Regions from separate parts of the Pan troglodytes genome. Here region 2 is linked to region 1. The links are chromatin contacts, called in public Hi-C maps. All regions are on one chromosome and are shown on one strand. Each heading gives the region's core, a stretch centred on a gene start, on an enhancer-like site or on the middle of the called end of the contact. The rest is flanking DNA. Distances are from core to core; before and after follow the strand shown.

Region 1 (5,028 bases), core at 262-2,761:
AATATCTCTTGCTGGCTACTTAACTAAATGTAAATCCCTGGCTGCAATATGCAAAACCTTGGTGTATTTCTAGTACATTCCGAGGTTTCTTCCCCACTGGTTCTGAGGCTGCCTGGGTTCATGCTGCACCCTCCTTCTGAAATGGCTTCTCAGTTCCTCTTTTGCCCATTTGAAGCCCTACCTATTACTGAACCAAATTTCAAATAATAACTTCTAGCTTGTCCCTGATTATCACTATACAAATTTATTGTATATTTTAGTGGAATTTTTATTTTACAGATGCATGTATACTTGCATTTCCCCCTAGAGTAGGTTCTTTGAGTGCAGGGTCTATGCACACTCTTAGATCTATGAATATCTCCTACATTTGGCATATTACCTTGAAGATGGTGGTGATTTAAATATATAAATTAAGTTCAATAATTTGTGAAGCTACTATTTTCTCTTTTTTTAAATGCAGATAGAAAAAGTTCTTGAAGCATATATCCTAATGTGAGTGTCCATGAAATGAGTAAGCATAGTATGTTTTGGTATCCCTGAGCTGTATTCTGTATCATAGGGTAGAAGAGGTGGATTCCCCCAACACACACACACACACACACACACACACACACACACACACACACACACCATGTAATTATTATTTGGGCCTGAAATGAAATGCATGGCTTTATTTATGGAGAGGCCTCAAGGTGAAAGGATCCAGTCAGGCAGTTTAAGATTACCCTTAGCAATATTTATCTATGACTATGTAACAAATTAACCCAAATCTTAGTGGTTCAAAATAATAAACATTTATTATCTCACATAACTCTGTGGGGCTGGAATATGGGAGGGGCTTAGATGGTGATTCTGGCTCAGGGTCTTTTTTTGAGATTGCAGTCAACATGGTAGCTGTGTGTGGTTGCAGTCATCTGAGGACTAGACCAAGGCTGGAGGATCCAATTCCAAGGTGACTTACATGGCGAATTAGTGCTGGTTATGGATAAGGGGCCTTAGTTTCTCACCATGTGGTCACTTTTGTTGGGCATCTCGAGTATCTACTGGCATGGTGGCTGGCTTCTCCCAAAGTGAGTGATCTGAGAGAGAGAGGAGGAGACAGAAAGAAAGAGAGGGAAAGAGAAAGAGAGACAGAGAGCAAGCTAGAAGTGGTAATGCCTTTTATGACTTGGGCTGGGAAGACACACACTGTCATTTCTAAGTGATACACTTGCTCACATGGTCATCTATATTCAAAGTGGAAAAAAACTACATAAGGGCATGAATATAAAGAGGTGAAGACCACTGGGGGCTGCCTTAGAGGCTGGCTACCACTGCTCAGTAATTATTGTCCAATTATGTGTTTGGGACCCCAGCAGAAAGAGAAGTTTGTTTCCTTCTCTTTAATTTCATGGAGTTTGGTGGAGCCTAAGGAACTGGACGTCAGATACGAATTTCCAGGCCTGGTCTTCTGGGAGGCTGCCTTACATTCTCCCCTGATTCAGTGATGCATAACTAGTGAGACCTTGAATTCTGGGCCTCTCAATCACTTTTGAAAGAATGCAGCAGCCTCACAATAAGGGCATAGCCATGAATGGATTTTGGACAAGAATTTGATTGAACGTTTTAAAATAAGTCCTGATGCTGCCAGAATGCCCCAAGTACTTTTGACTTTTTTGTAGGGTTGATTTCTTTCAAATGGAAGGTATTTGTCTTTCCCTTTGGAAACAAATTCTTTTAATAAGTATCTGGATTGGCTTCAGTTATTTACTCGGCACTCTTTCAGCTGCAAGTTGATGATTAGATACATTCCATTTCAGTGACACACACATTTGAAAGGATTCATGCTTCTAATCATAAAAAGATAAAGTTTTTTTCTTTCCTAACATCTGGAGTCTGATGAATAATTACTATAATTAAACAAGAGGCCATTGTATATTTGGGTATTTTTTAAGCTTCAAACGCCTCTCTGTGTGCAAGATTCACGTTACGCACTCTTTGTTCTAAAGCATTCTACTGTGTAGTGCTCACAATCAACTGAGGCGCCTTAGTGGCTGGTGTTAAAAGTAGGTCACTGTGGCCTAATCTTTATCACTCCCTTATTCTGCTTCACCAAACCCTTAGGAAGTAAACCCACTGCTCCTGTCAGGATTTCATACTCTGCCTCCCTACACCTCATGGCATGGAGGGCAGGACACTGGCCGGTCACCTGGGAGGTGTTAGCTCCTCTCCTTAAACTACTATTCCTGATTTAATGATACCACGTTGAAAAGTAATGCCATGCCAATGACTGTTAAGATGATTAAGGATACATTTTAGAGGCAGCAACGTGAGATATAAAATTGAAACAACCTGAGGTCAGGTTTGCAGTGAAAGTGTAGTACCTTATAATTTTTAGATGCCCATTTCCCATCAAGTTTTGCCAGCCCTGTCACCATCTTCTCACCTGGTCTCACCCCCAAGACTACTTACCTTGACATTAGAACATGTTCATTCTTTTGCTGAACTCTGGTGCTCTGCTAAGGCAAACTGACCTTGCACTGGATCTATCCAAGAACTTACTTCTTCCTGTGGACTTGGTACCCATCTTTCCGAGAGAAGACATGGAAATAAACCTAATTACTTAGAGCCTGGAAACTCTGCAAGCATCTGAAATCTTCATGTCTCTTTGAGTTCACCATTTTTTAAACTCCATAAGTGTTTATTTTTTGATAGGTGAAAACTTATAAAGAATTCTGCAGGCTTTTATGAAGAAATTGCTTTATATTTCCTAATATTCCTTAAATACCTTGTGCATGGTAGGTGGTAATAAATTCTTAACAGTTTGTTGTTTGATACTCATGTTTGGCTTATTGGATCATGGTGCCAGAGGCAAAAATAACTAGAAGGAGGATAGTATTTAGTAAAGCAAGACAAAATTAAGTTTTATTTAAAAATTATTATTATTATGATTGTGGTAAAATACACATAACATAAAATTTGCCATCTTCACTATTTTTAATTGTGTAGATTGGTGGTATTAAATACGTTCATATGTTATGTAACCATCAACATCATCAATCTCCATAATGCTTTTCATTTTGTAAATCTGAAATTCCATACCCATTAAGCAATAACTCCCTATTTACACCACCCCCCAGACCCTGACAACCACAATTCTATTTTCTGTCTCTATGGTTTAGACTACTTTAAGTACCTTTTATAAGTGGAATTATGCAATATTTGTCTTTTTGTGACTGGTCATTTTTCTTAGCATAAAGTTGTCAACCTTTATGACAACTTCTTCCATATTGTAGCATAGGTAAGAATTTCCTTCCTTTTTAAGGCTGAATAATCCAAATTAAGTTTTGTAGCCTGATAAAATACTGACAGGTTGAACATCATAGAAAACCCTTTATAAAATCTGTATTTAAATAAATAATTTCCATTCTATAGAGTGTAATGTTGCGCTTATTAAAAGAGAAATAATGATAAAAACACGCATTTGATGTACAAACATTCTGCTTATGGCATCTTGAAGAATTTAGGACACAGTCACATTCAGGAATTACAAGCTAATGAGCATCTTCACCTCTTTTCATTCACTCTGAAGAGGTTTCATGAAAGTCAGAAGACTTTCAACATTGGGAATGTTGGAATGAAATGTGCTTTAGTATTTTTAATTTTTTTGAATAAAATAATCCAGGTGAGGTTAATTAATGCATACACTCAGCCTAATCAAGAGAAATCTATTGGGATAATGAGCATTTTGGTGACTATTGCAAAGAAAAAGGTGCTTATTTCTAAGGCAGAAAGAAAATATATTTTCATAGTTAATATATACATTAAAATTGTATGTACTTGCATATTAGATAAACACAGTGTTAAAGCTATGGCTAATATATCATTTTGGAGAAAAATCTGAGTAAAAATTAACTCTTGTAAAGAGTTACTGGTGTCAGATGGCAGAGTCCCAAATGAGTGGATTCGTTTATCCCCGCAATGTATCAGGTGATCACCTCTCATAAAAACTACTATTAACCTAAAAAATTAGGGTCAGTAAAAGCTTAGCTCTAATTCACAAATCTCAACAAGCTGAACTGTTAGACCCAGTGAGCTCATTAGGATAGATTAAAGACCAAACATAATGACATTATGAAATATGTGATTTTAATATGTTTGATCCTATCAGAGCAATCCTTTTAATAACATGATTTTATTGTGGAACCTTGTATGTTTTCCTTAAAAACCAAAAAGACAATCTAAAAATTTAACCCATTGTTGTTTCTTAGCTTGTAACCCCATGATACTTGATTTAATTTGGTAAAGCTGACTGAAGTGATGCTATTCTGGGACATAATGACAGCAAAGATGACATGAGCCAATGCTGCAGCTGAATTTCAATTTTCAGTAAAAAATTCTCACCTCACCTGCCACTGGAATAGAAATAATATCAAGGGCTAACTTCTAATCTTGCACCCCTGTCATACATCATACTCTGGATTCCAATAGTCTACACCTATTTTCTTTTATAATGGTCCTAACCCCAAACAAGCAACCTAGGGTTTGCAGCAACAAAATCAGATTCTTACAGTGAACAGGACTTTGCAAAGCACCTTCTTCAGAATTAGTAATATTACTTACTTAATATGGGAAAAAACATACAAATCTTACCATCAATGGGCCAACTCATAACCAACAATTTATAGCGTACAAGAACCTTCATGGTATCTTATTCAACCTTTAACATAATTCTATTTGTTATCATTAATTCTAAATCACAAATGAGGAAACAGAGTCAGAAACAGCTGATTTTTCACTGTGCTTGGGTTAGGTCCAACTCTGGAATTATCATATGCAAATAATGACAGAGAGAGGCTCTCATATAGTTGTAGAATTGTAACAAGACAACAAGCAATTCACATAAGTCATGGTTTCTCAGACAATAATCTTGTTTAGTAATTATTATTCTTTATCTGAAACACATGGTTTGATGGTAAATTTTTTGAATAGGCGATAATAAAAAATAATTCTCAAAAAGAACCCTCAAAGTCAACTGTGTGTATTTCC
Region 2 (4,448 bases), core at 525-3,024, 330 kb before region 1:
CTGGGCTTTATAAATAAACAGTTTATATGTAAAGTTGATGGGTTTATTTGATTTCTGGAAAATTCAAAAATATATACAAAAACTCAAAAATCCTAAAAGTGGCTGATACTTAAACAGAAGTGAAAGGCACAGAGGTCATATAGTTGTGTCTCAATACCTATTCAGGGAAGAGAATTATTTCTGTAATATCATATTGCTTTCATTAAGATGGCCCTGGTCATAAAGGTGGTGTCTACAAATGGACCTGTCCATAAAGGATATCATTCATTTTATTTTATTCTTTTGTAGAGGCCTTTTTATACTTCACCAGGGAATTCTGGCACATTTTCTAAGTGAGTGTGAGCAGTTTAAGAACATATTTTGATTAATGAGTTTTGTGGACATTATGCTTTTTTTTTTTTTCAAATATAGTGTCCCATATGAATTCTGCCTAGAGTGTAGTGTATCTACTGTGAAATAAAAGGGCAGAGGGGTCACTTGCTATAATTAAAGAACAGAGTCCATTGTTGTTGGACAGCAAACTGTTTTGAAAGCTACATAAGAGATTTAGCTGTTAAAAATGTTGGTAACTAAGGGTGGCTTCCAATCAGCATTGATCCAGCTCCTTACTTTTCTATAGGCCTCCTCACAGGGTGACAGGGCTTTTTGAGGGAGGGGCTGCCCTTTCCCCAAGAACACATGGAACTTAGGTATTTGTGTAATCAGACCCATCACTGAATTCTGACTTTGGGGTGTGAAATCCGTTTGCTTTGCTGGAGAGAGAAGGAATATGCATAACTGATCAAGATTGTCCTATAGGAGATAAATAATGTTTTGCAACTTTTAATAACTTTGCAAATAGTCTGTAAAAAACGGTGGGGGGAGGGATTGATAGTCCAAATGTCATGAAGTTAAGAATGCTCTTCAAGTGAAATTGCTTGGCTGCAAGATGGTTTTAATTAGACTGTTATAAAGACTTATTTTTCCTAAGCAGCATTTTATAGTTAGTAAATGAAATGTATGCCGAAAGTGCTAAGCAGAAATCTCCCTAACCACAGAGGTGTTCAATAACCAGATTCAAACAACATGGAAAGTACCATCTGTTCTTCGTTTTCAGCATGAAAAAGAGGGATTGAATGGCTGTGATTTGCTCCAATTTCGACGGTGTCTGTGTGTGCGCGTGTATTTTTTTTTAATTTAAAAAAGTTCACCTGGTACTTCATAGAAACTTGAAATTGCAGTAATATGAGCAACACTGTGAAAACACATGTTCCTGCATTTATTTTAACCAGTTCCACTTTTATTTAAAAGATTTCCAGAAGCCCAGCCATTGAACACTTTATAATGGTTATACAGTTCCTGCAGGCAATCACAATGAGCGGTCAGCTTTTCCAAAGAGCTGACTATTTAGTCAGTACTTGAATTATTCTGTCAATTTTCCCCCTGGAGGCAAGGAGGGGAAAAGGCTCTCACGCCAACTCTGGTCAGCGTTTATCAGTTAATCTAATTGTGTGTGATATTGCTGTGGACTGGTGTTTACTATACATAGACCTTGCTCTTGTTCAGAGCTGTAAGTTAGGATTGTTGATAATGAGGAAAATATCCTTTTAAGGAAGGGTAACTTTTGAGTCCTTGACTTTTAGACACTAAGAATCTTGGTTCTGGGTTTAGTTAGAGCCCTGGGTAAAACATTATCCGGCCTTTGTTTGAGGTCTTTTATTGAAGCTAATGACTGGGCTTGTGCCTCCCTGAGATAAATGACATTATCTCTGAGTGGCCTGACAGGAAACAGACATGTTAATGGTGAAGCTGCGGGGAGGATCTGCTTGGGTTCTGACAAAAGAGTCGAGAAAGGGACCCCTGGTTGTGGTCATTAACACATAATGCATTCTTGCTCTTCCTAAGAGGCCCTTGATAATTGGAAAGCTATTTTAGCCACAAGCACTTAAATCATAAATCTACTACTCCTAGTTCTTTGCATTCTTAAAAGTAGCAAAGTAATGTGCTTTTTGTTAACAAGTGTGTGATCTGCTTTTTTAACGTGGTGGCAGCTCTAGGCTGCCTGGGTAATGACGTGTGGGAGAGCTGCACGTTGAATTGTTTTTATCAGTTGAGATCCTTCTTTGTCTTTCAGCATTGCTCAGCCACCCCTCTACTTTAATGAAGTGAAAAGTGGGTACAGAGCTGAAAATAAGTCATTTTTATGCTTGAAGATGTCTTGTGGGAGGGGGATAAAATCTGTTTCATAAGATATTGTGCAGTGATTTGAATGTGATGAAACCTGACTCGGAGTGTATGTTTTCAAAAGTCATGAGTATAATTGAGTTTCAATGCAGTTTAAACTCTCTGCTTCTTGAAGGAAGATAATTGCCACGTTGAACACACTCTAGAGGTGTAGAAGAGGTGGCAGGATCATGTTATTCTATTCTTTAATATTAAGCACTGGAAGTTTTTCATAGTAATTACTGCAGCACAACATAGTTTTGATTGCCAGCCCTCTGAACTTGCCAGCAATCTGAACATCAAGGGTTTTGCTTGAATACAAAACAGTTTATTCCTAAATTACTTGTATTACATTCCTGTGTTATATGGAAGTCAGAACTAAGGAAATACTGGGCTATCCTTGTTAGCAACATCTTAGGGAAAATAACCTTTCTTCACTAGGATTCTTGTTGATAAATGATCATAATACTCTCCTAATGTAGTCATTGAAGATTAAAGGGATGGAGAACAGGTGAGCTCCCTGCCTCAGTGATGACTTAGATTGTCATTAGAGAGTAAGTAATATGTGTATGATATTGGTGCCCTGTAACTGGTATTTCATAGGTGTGTGTATATAAATGTTGTAACTGCATATACAGATGTTGGATTGGGAGTATTTAGTTAGTATGGGCTGTATTCTTTAAAAAATGTTCACTGTTGGTTTTACGTTCCACTCTGTTGCAGAATATATGGACCTCTCCCTCTGTGTCTAATTCTTTCTCCCAACTGCAGTTTCACTAGTGACTACTTGCTCCCTGTCACAAGTTCTTTTTAATTTAAGCTCAAGGTTTTGGCAATGGGAACAAAGCCTTTGCAACTGAATGAAAGGTTGTTAAACTATTCATAGTTGATTGACCAGCAGTTGGGCTGTTTGTAATGTTATTTTGAGAGCTCAAAGGATATGCAACCTCTTGCATATCCAAAGTGAGACTTTGCTCCTAAAGCTGAATTTTGCATATTTGCTAAATTTTTCTTAGAAATACCTTTGGGAATGTAGTAGAAAAGATGATGGGTTTTGCCTTAAGAACTGAAATGATCACAAAGCAAATACTTATATTTTGCTAGGTCTGTGGGCCTTGAACCACAGGGATCCCATCTGGTATTCAGAAGGCTTTTCCCCCCAGTGAAACTAAATGAAAACTTAAAGGTATATATTGTAATCGTAATAGAGAACTCAAAGGAAAAGGTGTTTCAGTTAGAACAAATAGGTTTGAAATGATGAACAAATACTTCTGTGGATTTTTCAAAGCCACTTACTCTTCTTTCTCATTTCCACCCCCCGACCTAGTTTGATTATTATTCACTGTGACTATTCCAACCCAACTACTGAGCTTTCTGCCTCCTGGGAATCCTCATTGTCAGCTAGCACCTTAAGAAAAATGTGTCTACAGGGACATTTAGGCATATTCCAATAATAATGCCACATGAATGTAGCTTTTACAGTTTAAAAAGCAAGTAAAAATATATTGATTATATTTTGTGTTGTACATAATGATTTCAGAAAGCAGATATTTAGGTTGTGGAATTGGCTTATTATGCTAACCAGAGAGCAGATGGCATGGTGCCACAGACGTATAATTTTACTTAAAGGGACTTTTAAGGTTTTGATGTGTTTTCTTTTCCTCTTATTTCCCTGATGGCTTCTTTTTATTGAAGGGTAACTTAAGGAGACCTGGTAGCAATTTTACTGCCTTCCCCTGACAGTTTGAAATAATAGCTTGGTCTTTGGTTGCACTGATCTTCTACCAGTCAACTCGATTCTGGTTTTTGTCATGTGGCAGAGAATTTTTAAAAAAAGTGTTAGTAGTATGTTTTAAGAAGTGGACTCTTTTATATGCCTCAATTAGCAACAGACGACAAAGTTCCAATTGGTCACACTTTCATAAACTCCTGGAAGTCACTGTTTGTCCTTTTGATTAAAGAAAACTCCTGGTTTAGTTTCTTAGGGAAAGCACATCTGGCCCTCTGGCCGCTTTTGGTACACCTTTTTGTCCTTCGCATTAGTCACTGAAGGTTCAAAGGTTGTGTCTAAGTTGTTCCTAGTTAGGTTAGAAAATTTTCCCCATGCTGGAGGAAATGTACTTTTTTTTTTTTTAAAACTACACTCATCATGTGTTTGGATTCAGCTGGCATAAAAGTACCTTTTGTTTTTGTACCTAGATTTTACAGTTTTATCCATTATTCACCTCAGACATCATCAGGATGAG

Evidence for each region. A called contact is a pair of places that touch in the nucleus more often than the background predicts.
Region 2: a contact with region 1 is called in a Hi-C map of stem cell-derived neural progenitor cells, with 7 times the contacts expected there. The contact joins two enhancer-like sites. A contact is called at or near these places in 1 of 7 Hi-C or Micro-C datasets (stem cell-derived neural progenitor cells) and 1 of 1 datasets of contacts at active chromatin or transcription factors (stem cell-derived excitatory neurons).

The regions. Positions count from the first base shown.
Region 1 is chr4:122,160,419-122,165,446 of NHGRI_mPanTro3-v2.0_pri, reverse strand. The region is part of intron 1 of LOC134810102 (a long non-coding RNA gene); the gene reads left to right. Among named protein-coding and RNA genes, the nearest start is that of ZNF608, 340 kb to the left of the region's middle. Within about 2 kb of position 1,511, at least 9 of the 24 cell types and tissues checked have an H3K27ac peak or open chromatin away from gene starts, as enhancers often do. A contact at or near this core is called in stem cell-derived neural progenitor cells, where this site is marked.
Region 2 is chr4:122,491,162-122,495,609 of NHGRI_mPanTro3-v2.0_pri, reverse strand. The region is part of intron 2 of ZNF608 (zinc finger protein 608); the gene reads left to right. Among named protein-coding and RNA genes, the nearest start is that of ZNF608, 10 kb to the left of the region's middle. Within about 2 kb of position 1,774, at least 7 of the 24 cell types and tissues checked have an H3K27ac peak or open chromatin away from gene starts, as enhancers often do. A contact at or near this core is called in stem cell-derived neural progenitor cells, where this site is marked.